2 separate regions of the Oryctolagus cuniculus genome follow, and region 2 is linked to region 1. The links are chromatin contacts, called in public Micro-C maps. All regions are on one chromosome and are shown on one strand. Each heading gives the region's core, a stretch centred on a gene start, on an enhancer-like site or on the middle of the called end of the contact. The rest is flanking DNA. Distances are from core to core; before and after follow the strand shown. Region 1 holds the start of TMEM131 (transmembrane protein 131). Region 2 overlaps TMEM131 (transmembrane protein 131).

Evidence for each region. A called contact is a pair of places that touch in the nucleus more often than the background predicts.
Region 2: a Micro-C map of ear pinna shows a contact between it and region 1, with 2.8 times the contacts expected there. The contact joins the enhancer-like site here to the promoter of TMEM131 in region 1. A contact is called at or near these places in 5 of 6 Hi-C or Micro-C datasets (ear pinna, embryonic fibroblasts, psoas muscle and 2 more).

Annotation. Positions count from the first base shown.
Region 1 is chr2:110,443,030-110,447,645 of mOryCun1.1, reverse strand. TMEM131 (transmembrane protein 131) reads right to left here and starts at 1,807. Exons shown (of 41, transcript XM_017339810.3): 1 at 1,357-1,807. The coding sequence starts at 1,540. It overlaps LOC138848554 (a long non-coding RNA gene), which reads left to right and starts at 2,145. Exons shown (of 2, transcript XR_011386478.1): 1 at 2,145-2,327; 2 at 4,246-4,592.
Region 2 is chr2:110,528,381-110,532,684 of mOryCun1.1, reverse strand. The region is part of intron 4 of TMEM131 (transmembrane protein 131); the gene reads right to left. Among named protein-coding and RNA genes, the nearest start is that of TMEM131, 85 kb to the right of the region's middle. Within about 2 kb of position 2,979, at least 3 of the 8 cell types and tissues checked have an H3K27ac peak or open chromatin away from gene starts, as enhancers often do.

The DNA.
Region 1 (4,616 bases), core at 558-3,057:
GAGGCAAGCAAAGGAACAGAACAGCAAGGACACAATACCTGCCGAGGCCTACCTGAAGCTCAAAGAAACAAGCCCATTACATTCTCTGCATTATTTGGGACTTACTGGACACCCACCACTAGCCAAAACACTGCGTGCCATGGCCACACAGAGAACATTCAACCAACTGCAGATCCACAACCAACTATGAACCACACATGCCCAGAAAAGCGGCAAGGTTTTATTCTGAAAATGACTTTCTGTCAATCAGTCCTTTCTATAGCAATGGCAATTCTGTGAATAATTTCCACCTGCGGTAACCCAGACTCAGGTGAGTGCGCCTTAAAAAAGACACTGCAATGCTTTGAACAAAAACAAAAAAAGGAAAGAAACTGAAGCATGTTTACATTTTAACATGAACCTGGTTTGCATTTAGTAACAATGAAAAGTGACTTTCCCTATGAAATCAAGCATCAACTCTAACTTGGCAGGAAATTATAGAGGTAATTTACCAACAAGTTCTGCCTTTTTTTTTTTTTTAAAAGACTCTTCACTTTCAGTGAATTCTTCGGGAAGGCTCTCAGACCACTCACATTTCTCCCCACGAAATCACACAGATTTGGTCTTCAATATTACTAAATAATTTCTGACCCTGTCAAGATACTAGATACTACAGTTTTAAAAACACTGCCAGCTCTGAACTTTAAGTAACATACAAAGCTTTGCAAGCTAGCAACTTGATATCTGTTCTCAAAATCTTTCACATCAAAGTTAAAGGCGCTGAACTACAGACCTTCAAATAAATAAGAAACGGAAACACGTTTGCATAGTGTACGAGAAAGTTGAATGGGATTGCAGTGGGAGCTAACGAATCATCCCCTAAACAATCATCAATACTACAAAGCGATCGGGAGGAAGCCAAGGAAACAGAATTCCCCTCCAAGAAACGCTTGAGCAAATTCAAAGTAAAATTTCAAAAGCTGTGTTTGGAGCCTTCCCACGGGTCTCGGCTATTCTTACAACGACATTTTAAAGGGAGAGCTAGCTGCACGCCGTTATGAAAACGGCCCCTAACAAAAGAGAAGGGTCCCAAAATCTACCTATCAGCACCAAACGTGCCCCTCCTGCAGAGCGAGCCGACTCGGGAAGTTTTGAAACGGCACTGACAGGACACCGGGGAAGAGACGAGACGGAATCCCGGGGCGCCCGCGCGGCGGAGACCGCCAGTCGGCACCCCACGCGCGAGATCTCGGCTCCGCACCGGGCTCGACCCAGCAACTTCCCGCCGCAGCCCCGCGGCGGCGGCGGCCTCCGCCACGACGCGGTGACAGCCCGGCCGCGCCGCGGGGCCCGGGATGCCGGCCGCCCGACACCCACCTTCCTTCTCGGCCCGCGCCGCCGCCACGACCAGGCTCATCACCAGGTGCAGCGCTCCCAAGAAGCCGGCGGCCGCGCTCCGAGGACTCCCGCTGCGGCCGGCCGCGGGCTCCAGCCCGGCCCCGGCGGACGCGGAGGCGGCGGCGGCGGCTCCTGCTGCTCCTTCTCCCGCCCGCTTCCCCATCCCTGCCGGCCCGGGGCCGCCGCGCTCGACGTCCGGCGCGGCCCTTCTCGGCGAGGCTGCGGCGCGGGAGCCGTGGTCCGGGTTCTAGCTGCGGTGCCGGAGGCGAGAGCTGTTCCGGGGCCCAGGGCTCGGGCTCCTAGCGTGGGACCAGGTCCGTGCGTGCGTGTGAGCGAGAGTGTCAGTCACGGCCGCGGCCTCAGCATCGCCTACGAGAAGCCGGAGCAGAGAGGCCGCGGGTCAAGCACGGCGGGCGGCCATACTGGAAACGGGCACGGGCCGCGGGGCCTCGGGCGCTGGCCTGCGAGGGGCGGGGACGCGGCGGGGCACCGCCCCCGCCGTGCCGACACCTGGGCGGCCCGCCGGTCAGTCTGCCCGCCCTGGCGTTCGCAGGCCTCGGCTCCTCGCCGTGCTCGTGGGGGCCCGCGGCTTCACTGACCAGCCGGGACCGATACAGCAAACCCCAGCGCGCCACCGCTGCCCCGATGGAGGGGAGGAGGGAGGCCGGCTCGACCCGGCTGCCAGGACTTATGATGGCCGCTCGCGCTTCCCGGAGGCAGTGACGGCGATCACGTGGGGACGGGGCAGCCACGCCGCGCAGCCGCTGTGGTGGAGGGCGGGCGGGGCGCGCCGGGAGGGGACAGCCCTCATTCTATACTGCAATGCAAGAGCCTTCCCCAAATCTGAATGGTCATCCAGACGCGGAAAATCCTTTCCGGTGGCTCCAGGTCGCTCCCGGCCTCGCGGCTGCTTTGGTGTCGAGAATACCCCGGGGCTGCTTCAGCTCCTGGTGTGTGTGTGTGTGTAGGGGGGTGTTTCGAGAACCGGGCGCGTTCTGTTCATCTGTGTGTCCCCTTGAAATGTTGTGCCCGGCGGATCTTGAGGGACCCCTCGTGCCTTTGGCGGCGGCTGCTCACGCCTCATTGATGCCCCTTGTAGCTCAGGTGTTGCGAGTCTAATTTAACCTTTGTGAGGGGGTCCCTCTTCCCTCATCTTAGTAACTTCCCCCAATTCCATGGCCAAGTCGTTTTACTTGACTCGGGACTGTTTGTTGAGGGAGCCGGTATATTTTTTAAGACCAGTCCTGTCCATAATGCACCTTCAAAACAAACTAGAGGAGCCGGCGCTGTGGCGTAGCGGGTAAAGCCCCGGCCTGCAGTGCCAGCATCCCAGATGGGCACCGGTTCGAATCTTGGCTGCTCCTCTTCCCATCCAGCTCTCTGCTATGGCCTGGGAAAGCAGTGGAAGATGGCCCAAGTCCTTGGGCCCCTGCACCCACGTGGGAGACCTGGAAGAAGCTCCTGGCTCTTGGTTTCAGATTGGCGCAGCTCTGGCCGTTTTGGCCATCTAGGGAGTGAACCAGTGGATGAAAGCTCTCTCTCTCTCTTTCTCTTTCTCTCTTTCTGTAACTGACTTTCAAATAAATAAATAAATCTTTTTAAAAAAAAATACATAGGAAATTACGATTTCCAAAAGGCACAGAAGAAACAACAAAGTGCTACCCCACGTGTAGTCTTTGTCAAGCAAGCACTTAAATGATACATGTGAAAATTGCCCTTACCCTAATGATTTTTAAAGGCACTTTTATTTTTCCTGAATGTTAGTGCTAAAATTGGGTCATCAGATGTTGTCCTTGATGTAAAGAAACAGGAATAAGTGTTACTTGTAAATTGACTGTTGGTATGCACCTAGGGCAAGAGATTTCGGGAAAGCATAACTTGGGGAAGAAATCAAGGCCACAGATAAGTAACTGAGTGCTTTAGCTGGGTCAAAACAGCCTCCGGGTGCTGGAGTCGGTAGCCCTGCCCCCATTGCCAGGTTCGGGGCAAACCAGTGTCTCCAACTTTGCAACGCACAGGTCGACTTACACAGGAATCAACCACATCCCTGATTAGCCTAAGGCTGAAGAACCCCATGGGAAATAACTTGCATATGTCTATAATTGGAGCTTAAGACATATGCAGACATGTTTGATCGGAGGTCAATTGCCCATGAAGCTAATGAGGCTTAAGCTGCCGGGGCCCTGGCTTGCACAAGCTCCTCCCAAGGCCCTGCATCTAATTGTGTGTTTATCTATCAAGCTTGTATGCTTGTTCTTAAAGGAGCCCTCCAAATAGTGGGTAAGCTTTTAAGATACATCCTATCGGAACCCTCCGCTATGCCTCATGGGCATTGGAAGCAAGAGGGGTAATGATGTTAGTGTCTTCCCAGGAAAGGACCATGAGATCATTGAGGGTATAGTAGTAAAACAAGAAGGCTTGCTAGGCAGCTTGGGAAGCTGGGTGTTGGAGAGCACCTGGAACTGAGCCACCATCACCGGTCTATCCCCCCTCCCTTAACCTCCATGAGCTCTGGGAAGGAGAGAGCTGAGTTAAAACTGAAGGAACTGTCACGTCAAGGACCCTTCTGCTTCTCTGATAGTGGTTAATTTCCCATCTCCCCTTTTGGAAATGAGAAAGACCCGGTCATTGAGCAGGTGGAGGCTAATTAGCTGGCAAAGTCAGAGAAAACCTGCTAAACGAGTGGTTCTCAAGGTCTCATCCCCAGACCAGCAGCAGCCTCACCTGGGAACTTGTTAGAAATGCAGATCAGCAGGCCACACCCCAGACCCATGGAATCAGAACCTCTTAAGTGGAGGTCCGGCATTCTGCGTGATGATGAAACACACTCAAGATTATAAAGACTTTTAACTTTTACATCAAATTTAGAATGCTGGAGGGACCAACGCTGTGGTGAAGCGGGTTAACGCCCTGGCCTGAAGCGCCGGCATCCATATGGGCACCAGTTCGAGACCCGGCTACTCTACTTCTGATCCAGCTCTCTGCAGTGGCCTGGGAAAAGCAGTAGAAGATGGCCCAAGTCCTTGGGCACCTGCAGCCATGTGGGAGACCCAGAAGAAGCTCCTGGCTCCTGGCTTCGGATCGGCGCAGCTCCAGCCGTCGCGGCCATCTGGGTAGTGAACCAGTGGATGGAAGACCTTTCTGTCTTTGCCTCTCTGTCTTTACCTCTCTATAACTCTATCAAATAAATAAAATAAATCTTAAAAAGAGAGAAAGAGAGAATGCTGGAACTCTAAAAG
Region 2 (4,304 bases), core at 1,730-4,229, 84 kb before region 1:
TCCAGGTGAAGACTCCCACGCCTTTGCCAACTGTTTGCCCTGTTTTCTCCCAATCCTCTACACCAATCCAAATTCTCTTTTTCTAATTCAAACATAACTTTTTTTTCTTTTTTTTTTTTTGTAAGTCTCAAATCATTAGGTCTTTCATTGCATTATTAAAATACTCAGGTTCTTGTTTCTGTTGCTTAACAATTTTTAGATCTTACTCATCAGCTTGATCAGACATAGATACCACCCAAAAATTTTCTGGTTCCTTGTTTTTAACTGTTGTTGCCTGCTGGATCAAAGCAGCTGAATTTGAAACAAGTTCAACAGTCCTCAAGGACTATTTCACCTTTCCAGGTTTGAGATAGCAAACAAGCAACACCCATCTTCATACAAACCCTTTGGATATAATTTTCATCCAAGAAATGTTGGATTTCAACAAGAGATCCATTTTCCTGAATAACGGGAAGTGAGCATCCACAGACCTCATCTTGTAATAGAAGTCCCGTGTAACCCCCCTTAATCATATTCTGTACATGACTGCAGAGTGAAAACAGCTGCCAGTTCCTTCCTATTTCCCCACCATTTGTTAACCCAGCCTCTTTTTTTCCCTTCCAAGGAGGCCGAGTTCTACACTGATGTGACTAAAGTCCCTCCACAGGGTTCCTCTGGGCCCCTTCACAATAACTGTCTGCCTCTTCAGACCGAGGCTAACATTTTCTGGAATGTCAACAGTCTGATTCTTTTTTCTTTTCTTTTTTTTATTTGACAGGTAGAGTTATAGACAGAGTGAGAGAGTGAGAGAGTGAGAGAGTGAGAGAGTGAGAGAGAGAGGGAAAGGTCTTCCTTCTGTTGGTTCACTCCCCAAATGGCCGCTACGGCCAGCACTGTGCCAATCCGAAGCCAGGAGCCAGGTGCTTCCTCCTGGTATCCCATGCAGGTGCAGGAGCCCAAGCACCTGGGCCATCCTCCACAGAGTGCAGGACTTTAAGAGGAGCAACCAGGACTAGAACCCGGCACCCATAAGGGATGCCGGTGCTGCAAGTGGAGGATTAACCAAGTGAGCCACGGCACCTGCCCAACAGTCTGATTTCTGAGAACAGTCTTCATCCTCGCAGAAGATGGGGCAAAGAGAGAACGTCTCCCACATAACTTTTTCTTAAGGTCCTCTCTTCATGCAGCCATTCGGGTCCATGTTTTTTGAAATTGTATATGTTTTGTAATTCAAGTTCAAGGTTTGTGCATAGACTTCAAATTCTAGGCAGTTGAGGGGCCGGTGCTGTAACGTAGTAGGCTAAGGCTTTGCCTACAGTACCAGCATCCGTTATGGGCGCTGGTGTCCTGGCTGCATCTCTTCTGATCCAGCTCTCTGCTGTGGCCTGGGTAAGCACTGGAAGATGGCCCAAGTCCTTGGGCCCCTTCACCCACGTGGGAGACCCAAAGAAGCTCCTGGCTTCTGGCTTTGGATTGGTCCAACTCTAGCTGTTGTGGCCACTTGGAGAGTGAACCAGCAGATGGAAGACCTTTTTCTCTCTAACTATGCCTCTCAAATAAACAAAATCTTAAAAAAAAAAAAATTCTAAGCAGTTGAAAATGCAGAGTTCAAGTGTCCACCAAACTTTTGTCTTTTAAGAAGTTTTATGCCCCTATCTTTTCTTCAATTCAGTCACTTGGGAAGGCTGAGAAAATAGTGAACAGCTGATGATTCTCGTAGTTTAAGAAAATGAATCAAGGCTTTACACGCTGGCTCTTCTGCTTTCCTCTTCCACCTCTGCCCCCGCCCCCCACCAACAATGCTGGAAAAAGTCAGAGTCAGAGGGAGCTACTGACTCAGGGAGTAACTAAAAAATGGTGAGAAACCCATTGGGGAAATGAAGACTGCGCTGAGCTGGTGGGTTTGGGGAAGTGAGGGGTGAAAGGCAGCTTGAGCTGACAAAGAGGGACTGAGGTAGAGGAAGGCTTCCCAATTCTATTCTTCTCCACTTCCTTCCATGTTCGCCTCGAGACCGCCAGAGCCTGCGCTTTCAGCCAAGAACAGCAGAAAAACCTGCAGGGTACGGAGCCGAGGGCCATCTGCTCTGAGGCGTGCTCTCCTCCAGCTGCTCCCTCTGGCCCTCCAAAGTCCTGGGTCAGTGCGCTGCTGAGGGAGACACCACTGTCCAACAGCGCCTCACTCCGTGGCATACAGCCCAGCTACCGTGAGAGTCACAATCATTCTGTGGTTTGACAGACAGATGGGGGGGGGGGGGTGAAAAAGGTGAAACCAGGTTTAGGTGCTGAGACAGCAACAGAGGCAGACCCCAAGCAGGTTTGAGAGGACACACTTGGGGCCAAGGAACAGGAAGCTGAGTGTCTTCAGAACTCCTCAAACAACAAGTACCCAACCTACGAATCCTTGTTGCCTCTGGTGGAGACTCTCTCTGGAGCTAGAGTCCTTAACCACCAGGCTCAGTGATCCCAGGTGGGAACACAGGACCCTGACACAACTGCTGTGTGACACAACACACTTACGTTGGTGTAAGTCCAGCCAGGGCCTCAAACTGTGGCCACAACGCTACAGGGAGAAGCTGTGTAAATTTAATGTAGAAGATAAAGTTTTCTTCCTTAAGCTTTATAGACATATGGGTAGAACAGCAGTACACAGAAATGAAAACATCCTCACTAATTATGTGCTCTCTTAAAAAATGTTCTTTTACAGTTCAAAGAGATTGTAGGCTAACTGGCAATCAGTCATTTTCCTGTGAATTCATTCTTGATGTTTTGCCTACTTGATCTTAGCGCAATCGATCTCAGCTCAGATGAAAAAGGCAGGCCTGGAGATGGTCAAATGTTTCCTTTGGGGTAAGGAGAAAAGCAGGAAGATTGTAAGAGCCGGGATTGTCAGGTCTGACTTGCAAAGCTGCTGAGGCTGGCCTTGCTGTTTCTTCTGGAGATCAAAGAGCAAAGGTCTTGGGCCACCCCTTCTAGAGCAAGGGTCATCCACTGTGCTGTTCAAAGACAGCTGGCGTAATGTGGACAGAGGGAAGGTGTCTGCGGGCTGGGTGTGTCTGCTCAGAGTAGGCATCCTCTAGCTCAGGGCAGTCCACACCCCTGGAAGCTCACAGTCCCATTAAAAACAGCACGCCCTGGCCCCTCCTCCCCTCCCCTGGTGACAGGAGCACAGAACATGGAAAGCATGTGTCTGCTTATAAACACACAGTGTATTCATTCGGGTTGCTGGCAAAATTCAGACTGCTCTCAGTCTCTTGCCATTTCCAAAGCCAGCACAAAGAAACTTCCTTGCATGAAATACTTATTGCGCTTCAAAGCTCCAGCATTTCTGTTTTGACTGCTATTGCCAGACTCAAAAGATTCGCGGGTTAGATCTGGTCCACCCAGATAATCTCCCTATCTGAAAGGTCACCTATATTGGGACCTTAATTTCAAGTTCAAAATCCTTTTCAGCAACATCTAGATTAGATTAAGTGAGAGATGTGTGTAGGCGCAGTGGAGGCCAGGAATTATTCCTATCATAAGTAGTCCGTGTGACTGTTTGGCTGGACAGGTAAAATTTAAAAATAAAACAAAGATTTCTAAATGCCAGCCAGTGCTGGTTGCTGGTCCTGTTTGTTTCCATTATCGGCTGCTCCAAAGACAGAAGGAGGGCCAAAGGGGACAGTGTGAAGTATTTTTAGATAAAGCAAGTTGAAGCAAGGGAACAGCTGTTCTCTGCTGCTGCAGCAGAACTACTGACTGCCCATATTTTAGAGCAGTCTGAGGCCCACAAGAATTAGGAAGAAGCAGCTATGAACTAGAGACCAGCTTGGAAAGCAAACTGCAATTCTGCGGTCAATGGCAAGTTTCCTATCTCACAGAAAGATGACACTGCAATGCTGGGAAACAGCTGAAGAGATGGCTTAGCAACTGCCCTGAGACAAACCTTATGAATGACAGTGACACAGCACTCTGTTAAACTCAGCTTTTGGCAGGAAGCTGGGCCAAATCAATAGGCAGTACTTTGTACCACTCAAATACCACAAAATCCTACCATCCCCTCAAACACATTTTAGACCACAGGCTGAGCTGAGGTGTTGGTGGAAAAACTGCTCGCAGAATAGAAACGGAAAAGCTAAGTGGCCTCCTTTTAAAAAAGGAGGGCCTACCTAATTTTCTCTGAATACCAAAATGCCATTAGGGAGAAATGCCTTCATAAACTGAATTTACTCTGAGAATAAAGACTTCCACTTTTAGTGACAGTCCATTTTCTAAGTCAGTAAGTAGCCATTTTACACTTTAAATATGAAACTAAGATTTTATACACTTAGTAATTATACAAATGA